Regions from separate parts of the Gossypium arboreum genome. Here region 2 is linked to region 1. Evidence: chromatin contacts called from public Hi-C data. All regions are on one chromosome and are shown on one strand. Each heading gives the region's core, a stretch centred on a gene start, on an enhancer-like site or on the middle of the called end of the contact. The rest is flanking DNA. Distances are from core to core; before and after follow the strand shown.

Region 1 (4,075 bases), core at 715-3,214:
GAACAGGTTTCCCATCCTTTAAGAATCCGGTTCGAATTTCGGGACCCTGCCACAACAGAGCAAATCAAACACAAACTACCATCTCAAAGAAGGAAAATATAGAAGTTAGAAGAGCTGAGAACAAAGAGAAAAGAAAACCCAGACATTCTTATGACCTATGTTACTCGGACTCGGACTTGAACTCAAACTCAAGTGTATGTGCCTTACACTGTTATAGTTAGATTTTTCTAAGTTTTTTCATGTATTTAGAGGATCCTTGGAGGTCAGATCGTATCCCAGTCAATCAAGGTTGCACCTAGGCGAGCCTGCATCTTAGCTAGAAAACAAAACAGCTTCAAATCATTTCGGGCCAAGGCCATTCGATCCCGCGCACACTGTGTGCGCCTAGACGCCCATTTTTGCAAGGTGATAGGCATAAAAAAAAGCCCGACTTATTGAAGTTCGCCTTAATTTCTTTTAGATTTCACTTTTCTTCATTGAATATACCTTTATTTTTCCTTTTAGATTTCACTTTTTTTCATTAACCATACCTTTACCAGTAAGAAAGGGAAAATATCAAATTTTATACTTATGGAGTATTCAGCAGATATAAGCCATAAAAATCATGCATATTTACTAATAAAAAACTTGTATATATATACAAGGGTTTCAAGCAACTAGAGTTTAAGGCTAAGGAAAAAAATCAAAAACTGATTGGAACCAAGGTGTTTAGACTATTTTTAAATAAAAGTTAAAAAAACCATAATTATCCGAACCAAATTTTATATTTTATTAATTTATAATTAACTTTAATTTTTATGATCTAAAATAAACATTCTAGGTTTAAAATAATTAAAATAACTTAAAAATTCTATATAAAAATTATGTTAAAAACTATATTAGATTTATTGATTTTTTATTTACTTGAAAAATTTAATTTTAGCAGATTTTAAAAACTAACAAATAATATAAAAAAAAAAAAGAGTCCAAGGAACCCAAAATCTAAAATTAGTATGAAAAAACAAAAAACCAAATAAAAGGAATTGGATTATGATGGATAGTTCAAAAAATCCTATTGAACTGATCTGAACTCACCCTAAATAGAGTGTGCCTTGTATCTAATGACACATTATCTTTCATTTGGACTTTAACAAACAAATATCCATATAAGCAATGCTTGGTTACTAAAAGTAGAGAATTTCTGGGCCCAAAAATTGATTTCTTTATTATCTCTAATCTACCCTTTAATCCCCGTTCAAATACACAAATAATGATAAAAAAGAAAGTAATAAAACTATGAGATAATGATGGGGTAAAGGGGAACCTTGGTGTCAAGCATGACGGCGCAGAGGATGCCGGTACTTTGCATGGCAGCCCTGAGATTGTTCAAGGTCTCCTGGTGATATTCATGGCTGCCATGGGAGAAATTGAAGCGAGCAACGTTCATGCCGGCCCTCAGCAGCTTCTCGATCATGGGTACCGATCGCGATGCCGGACCCAGAGTGCAAACGATTTTGGTTTTGGCGATACGGCCATCATTTGGCAGCTCCTTCAAGATCCCATCAATGTCTATATTCGCCATTTCCTTTTTGATTTGCTCAAAATAAAAATCTGCTCTGCTGCACCCATTATCAATTAAAAAATATTAAAAGTCATCAATGAAAAAGATTGGGTAAGAAAACCCAGAGAAAAGGAACATTGAGATAAACAGAATGGGGTTAAGGTAGGATTGGTGAGAGAGATCAAATGAGGTAAATACAGAGATGGTTTTTTAAGATATATATATATACATATATATGTATAAAACCATATGAACAAATTACAAGCAAACAAAAAAATAAAAATAAAAATGCTTTATGTCGAGTTAAATTGAGAAATGAGATACTATACCTTATAAGCCAAAAAAGAGTAGTTTTGAAGAACAGAACAGTGAGGAGAGTGGTGGGTGGTGTGGTGGCTTTTTGTAGTATGAGAGAGGACTGCAGGAGGAGTTTAGAAACTGAAAAGTAAAAGGTTGTATTTCTAATTTAACCCTTCAATTATACCATAATTTTACATATTAGTCCTTACAATTTTTAAGTGGTTTTCAGGTTATCAATTTTGTCCTAGTTTTAAAAACAATATTATCCAATAAGAATGTGAAATGTGGCATAGTATGTAGTAGATTCTTTTTTTATTAAATGAAATAAAATTAATAGTTAAAATAAAAACTTTTAAGGATGGATATTGAAAATTGGATATAGTTTGCAGGCCGACTTACTAATAAAACCAATATAAAAGGAAAAAAATTAATGTAAGGGACACGTGGTGGTAGGTGGCCCATTGGAGATTTTGTAAATCTTTGGATGTAGAATTATTGGTATTTGAATTAAAACAACAAGACTCAGAATCTAATTATAATTAGAGTGGTGAATATTTTAACTTGCAAATTTAGATATTTTAATCAATATATTTTTTAATTAAATTTATTTCAATATTTAAATATAAATTAATGATGTGTTGCCATATAATCATTTAAAAATTTGAAGTGATGTCTTGGAATAATCTTAATTATCAAACTTTTACATTTAGATAATAAAAGCAAAAAAGAAAATGTTTTATTGGAAGGTGAGGGATGGGTAGATAGGCGTGCGTACATGCGGTGGATGGGTTTTCCTTTTGGTTCCTTTTTGTCCCTCTTGTGTGGGCAAAGGCTCAAACTACACTCTTGTATTATTCATTCCTCCCCCAAAGATTTACTTCGCTTTTAGCTTTTTTCTTTGTTTTTGTTTTTATTTTTACTTTTTCCCATATTTCCAACTACAATAATCTTAGTAATTTATCCCAGTTTTGCTCTCAAATAATCTCTACTCATTTCAACTTTTTTAAGGCTAAACAAACAATTTATCCCTTCTCTTATTTTTTTTCCCTTACATATCGTTTTACTTTCAAATTATTGGCATTTAATAAATATGTAAAACATGTCACATTTTATTGTTATTTTTTCTATTTTAAGTATATTCGAATGAAAATGATAATTTAATATGATAAAAAATTAAATATCAAAATAACAAATAATGTAGTCTAAGAGATAAATCATGACTTAACATCTTTTTACATTAAAATATATTTTAATTTTATGTAATTTTGCATCTTTAAAATTTAATTCATTTATTTTACAGATTAAAAATATAAGTTCAATTATTAACATCATTAAAATTTTTCTGTTATATTTAGATGCATTACAATTATTATTAATTTTGTTATTTTTTATCAAATAAAAATATATTTCAAAATATTACACCAATAAATTTAATAAAATAATTGTAATAAGATTAACACTTAAATATATTTTTGAAATTTTAAAAAAATTCCAACTTATAAAAACAGAATATTTTTATATTATAAAAGCCTAAATAAACACGTGTTGAAATTCGGAAGGACAACAATGTCCGCAGCCTCATATTTAAGTCACGTGTGAATTTAGTATTTTATATTAAATTCTTTTAGATATATTTTGATTTTATTGTGATTGTGTTTTTCATAAAATTATTCCTCATATAAAACTAAAAATACAACATTTAAATATATTTCTTGCAAGAAAACTTATAAATATATATATCAACAGGTAGATATTTGGTACATAGGATAGTTTATTTTGACTTTTAGTGGTTAATATTTTTAATTTTACAATAAATAAAAATATTTAAAAACTTAGAATGTGGTAGTTTTAAAATAATATAAGTCAAATTTCAAACTTTGACTTCTAATTAATTTAAATTTATAATAGATAATTTTTTAAAAAAAAGAGTATATTTTGAAAGCTAGACAGTAGTAGTTTTAAAATATACTTAGAAAATTTTGGTACTTAGAATATTTAAAATTATAAAATCAATGTTCAAACAATTTAATCCCCAAAAAATTCAATTATGGCAACTTAAATTAGTTGTGCTTTCCTATATGATAAACTCCATTTTAAAAATGTTTTAAAATTTTAAATTGATGTAAGCACGATACATTTTTATAGGAGAGAACAAACTCTAAAAGTAATATCATTGAGAGGGACAACTATGGACCTCAAAAAATTTAGTCTCCATAGCCCGTAAAAAAAAAAACA
Region 2 (3,942 bases), core at 281-2,780, 190 kb after region 1:
AAAAGTTTAACCCATAAATTGATATCTAGACTTTGACATTTTTCCTATTTTGGTGCTTAAAATTTTTCTGTCATAAGTGGTATTTAAATTACTTTTTTTTTAAGTTGGTACATCTGTTAGTCAAACAATTAATCAAACTATTAAGTCTATTTTTTTCAAAAAAAGGCTTAACTCATAAATTGGTACCTAGACTATTTCATTTTCTCATTTTGGTAACTAAACATTTTTTTTATCACGAGTAATACCTAAACTATTCCCTCCAAGTTGATACATTTGTCTTTAGGTAAACTGTTAAATCTATTTTAAAAATATAACCAATTAAAAATTATCATGTAGCAAAAAGAAAAAATATATTATTTTCCTTATATTATTAAAAATATTATAAAATTCATCAAATTTAAAAAATTAAAAAATAGAGAATATGTTCAACCAGTTCAACTATTTTTTTAGCTTAGTTCAACTGATTTATATTTGTTCGCAAGTCAGTCGATTCAACCCTTATCTCCGGATCAATTCTCAATCCAACAAAAGATCAAATCTGGTTTTAAAAACACTAGTTTTGATCAATGAAAGAATCTAACAAGTCGAACAAATAGGCAGTGAAGTTTGAAAACAAATTAATCGTCAGCGTTTCGACATTGGGTGGGCAAATTTCATATATTGTTGAATTGCTAAATATAACAAATGAATAACGAAGAAATATGGACAAAATAATAAAGGAAAATGAAAGAATTCAAAATAACATTTTGATGTAAAATGGGTAACGAAAGTATAGCTTAAATACCAATTGTGACAAAAAAAAGTTTTAGTACCAACTTGGGAAAAAGAGTTTTATTTAGGTACTAATCAGTAGGTTAAGCCTTTTTTAAAAAAAAATTAGATTTAATGATTTGACTAACAGTTTGACTAATGAAGGTACCGATTTGATAAAAAAAAAGTTTAGCTATCACTTGTGACAAAAAAAAAGTTTAGATACCAATATGCGAAATAGGACATAGTTTAAATATCAATTTGTGGATTAAGCCTATATTCTAAATCTATTTAAATAATAAGTTAAATTATGCTATTAGTCTTGGTACTTTACGAAAATTGTAGATTTAATCTTTGTACTTTTATTTGATCATTTTTAGTCCCCGTACTTCTCAAAATTTAAAATTCTAGCTCTCACAAATCGATAGTTATTAAATTTGTTACGTTCTTTTATTTCCAAAACATGATATGGTAAACATATGATCATAAGTGTAATGTTATGTTAGCTTCTTATTTCCATATATTTGTCACTAAAAATCTAAGGATTATCATTTGCGTCAAGATTAAAATTTTAAAATTTAAAAGTATAAGGACTTAGAGTTAACATTAACTATATAAATTTTTGTCAATTACATTTCAATTCTAAATAAAAGATTTCATTTATAAAATCATAAAAGCTTTAAAAATATTTAAATGATATTTTTAAATAGTTAATATTAATATTTTTTTTTAAATATAAAGACTAAATTAATCCGAATTTCATAAACTCTCTCCCTGAACGGATGCCATTTTTAAGATGGTGCGGTATCTCTGGCAACTACTAATCCAAACAAAAACATAGAAAAAGTAGAATTCAACTCTTTCACGTCACTTCCCCCATATCACTATTTCATCTCTAGACTCAGTTTCCTAAAGATTAGAAACTCTATCACCATGCCATCAACTTCATCGGCAACCCCACCGACACCATCTCATCCCACCACTCACCACGTCCTTCAAGCCCTGTTAGCCTCCTCACGTCCCTTCCTTCGTGGCGAGCTTCAACATGTCGACAAAAACTTGCCTAATTTGGTCGCCGTCTTGCGTTCCGTTGGTGCCGGCGAGTGTTGGCACAAGCACGGCAGCTTTTTAGAGCATCTGGTCGATATTTATCGGATTCTCAAAATATGGAAGGCGCAAGACTCCGTTTGCCTTTGCGGTCTTTTCCACTCTGCTTACTCCAACTCTTACGTCAACCTCGCCATATTCGACCCTTCAACCGGCCGCGACGTCGTTCGAGGCCACGTCGGCGACGCCGCAGAGCGTTTAATCCATTTGTTCTGCGTCGTCCCTAGGCAACCTTTGATCCACGATGACCTTTTGTTCAAGTATACGGATTCGGAAATCGTCGAACACCTTGCGGCCTCCGAGGTTTCGTTGAAGAACGCCAAAGAAAAGGGCGTTTTTAATGAAGACGACGCTTGGAGGAATAAGATACGCGGACTGGTGCCTGAAAATGGGCTTACAGTGAAGCACATAAAGACCGGCGAGGACGTGTTGGTGTCTCGAAGGGTGTTGGCTATTTTCCTCATGATGACCATGGCAGATTTCAGTGACCAGCTTTATGGATTCCAGGATGTTCTGTTTGAAAACTTCGATGGTAGGCTCGAATTCGTGGGCAACAACAACGTTGCTTTATGGCCTGGGAATGGCAAACCAGGGCTGTGGTTGAATTCAATATCGAGAATGGGGGCAATATATAGTTTAATACTGAGAGAGGAAGAGATTTTTGTTGAACAAAGGAAAAGGGTAAGTGGCATTGAGGTTGAAACTGACAGAGATGAAGACATTGAGCTTGTTGTGCCACCAGTTTTAGAGCACTGCAGTAAGGTGTTAGGTGCAAAAGAGCAAATAGAGGCAAGGGACTTGTATTGGGAAGCTGTTTGTGATGATTCAAAAGGAGGGCAAGAGAGAGCTGAGGAATTGTTAGTAGGCAGCATTGAGAAGAACCCTTTTGTGGGTGAACCACATGTGGTGTTGGCTCAGGTTTATTTGACCAAAGGAAGGTTTGAGGAAGCTGAAAAAGAGGCCGAAAAAGGGTTGATTTTGATGCTCGAATGGAGCAGTCCATGGGATAAAAGGATGTCTTGGGAAGGATGGATTGCTTGGGGAAGGGTTCTGTTGATGAAAGCTAAAGAGCAATCTTGGCCACAAACTTCATGGGGTGTCCTCAATTTAGGCCTTGTTAAGTAATATCAGTTCCATTAGCTTGTTTCATCTTTGTTCCATGCATTTTCCGGAATATGATCCCCTGCCAAAAATAATACTAATTATAACTCTGCATGTATTGAAAGTTGTAATTAGTTTATGTGGGTTTGGTCACAAAGTTCTGGGGGTATCTTCAATTTAGGCCTTGTTACAAGTAATATCACTTCCATTAGCTTATTTCCTCTTTGTTCTATGCATTTTCTGCTATATATGTTCCAAGTTATGGCCTGTCAAAATCATACTGATAATCAAACCCTGCATGTATTGGAAGTATCTTATAAACTTATTTAATTTGTCAATATGCTTGTTGGGAACTTTTGGAATTTGTGTTTTGATCCCTTAATTAAATCCTCTGACCTCCTTCATCCTCTGTATTAAAGTTTCTTATATAATATAGCTTTGGTGCTTAAGAAAACAAATTATAATTAAGGCCAAAAAAGCAGCTTCATATCTTTCAGTTTTCGCCAGTTTGATTTTTAGAAACAAAAAATTGTTTAATTAAATCATTAAACATTTAATAATGTATTAAAATAAATAAAGTTTTAATAAAAATAATTGAACATGTGACGCATTTGAATTAACTAATGAAATATCCAAGCAAAACGATAAATTATATCTTAATCAAATCTAAAATTTGAGACCAAAACCAAACATTAATTAACAATCTCTTCTTCAAATTCTAAGAATACAACCATTTCTCTTTTATTTGTTTTTCAAGTGATAGTAATTTGTAAATGTAATTAGTTATTAGCGTAAATAAAATATAAGTAATAGCAAGTTATTTGGGTAGAAAATGAATTTGATATGGTATTTTTCAAATCGTAATACTCAAATCGAATGGCTCGAGTGAAGTTTGACTTTTTACTTTAATATATTTTTATGCTATGAAATTTTTATTTTTTATTTTTTGTCTTACTATATAGAAAGAGCTAATATACGGGATAA

The links. Hi-C and Micro-C count contacts between places; a contact is called where the count stands out from the background.
Region 2: a Hi-C map of leaf shows a contact between it and region 1, with 2.5 times the contacts expected there. The contact joins the promoter of LOC108464496 here to the promoter of LOC108464503 in region 1. A contact is called at or near these places in 2 of 5 Hi-C or Micro-C datasets (both in leaf).

Annotation. Positions count from the first base shown.
Region 1 is chr13:10,109,136-10,113,210 of ASM2569848v2, forward strand. LOC108464503 (pyruvate kinase, cytosolic isozyme-like) reads right to left here and starts at 1,965. Exons shown (of 4, transcript XM_017764840.2): 1 at 1,870-1,965; 2 at 1,304-1,595; 3 at 1-46. The coding sequence starts at 1,561.
Region 2 is chr13:10,297,684-10,301,625 of ASM2569848v2, forward strand. It overlaps LOC108464496, which reads left to right and starts at 1,531. Exons shown (of 1, transcript XM_017764829.2): 1 at 1,531-3,296. The coding sequence starts at 1,684. The coding sequence ends at 2,982.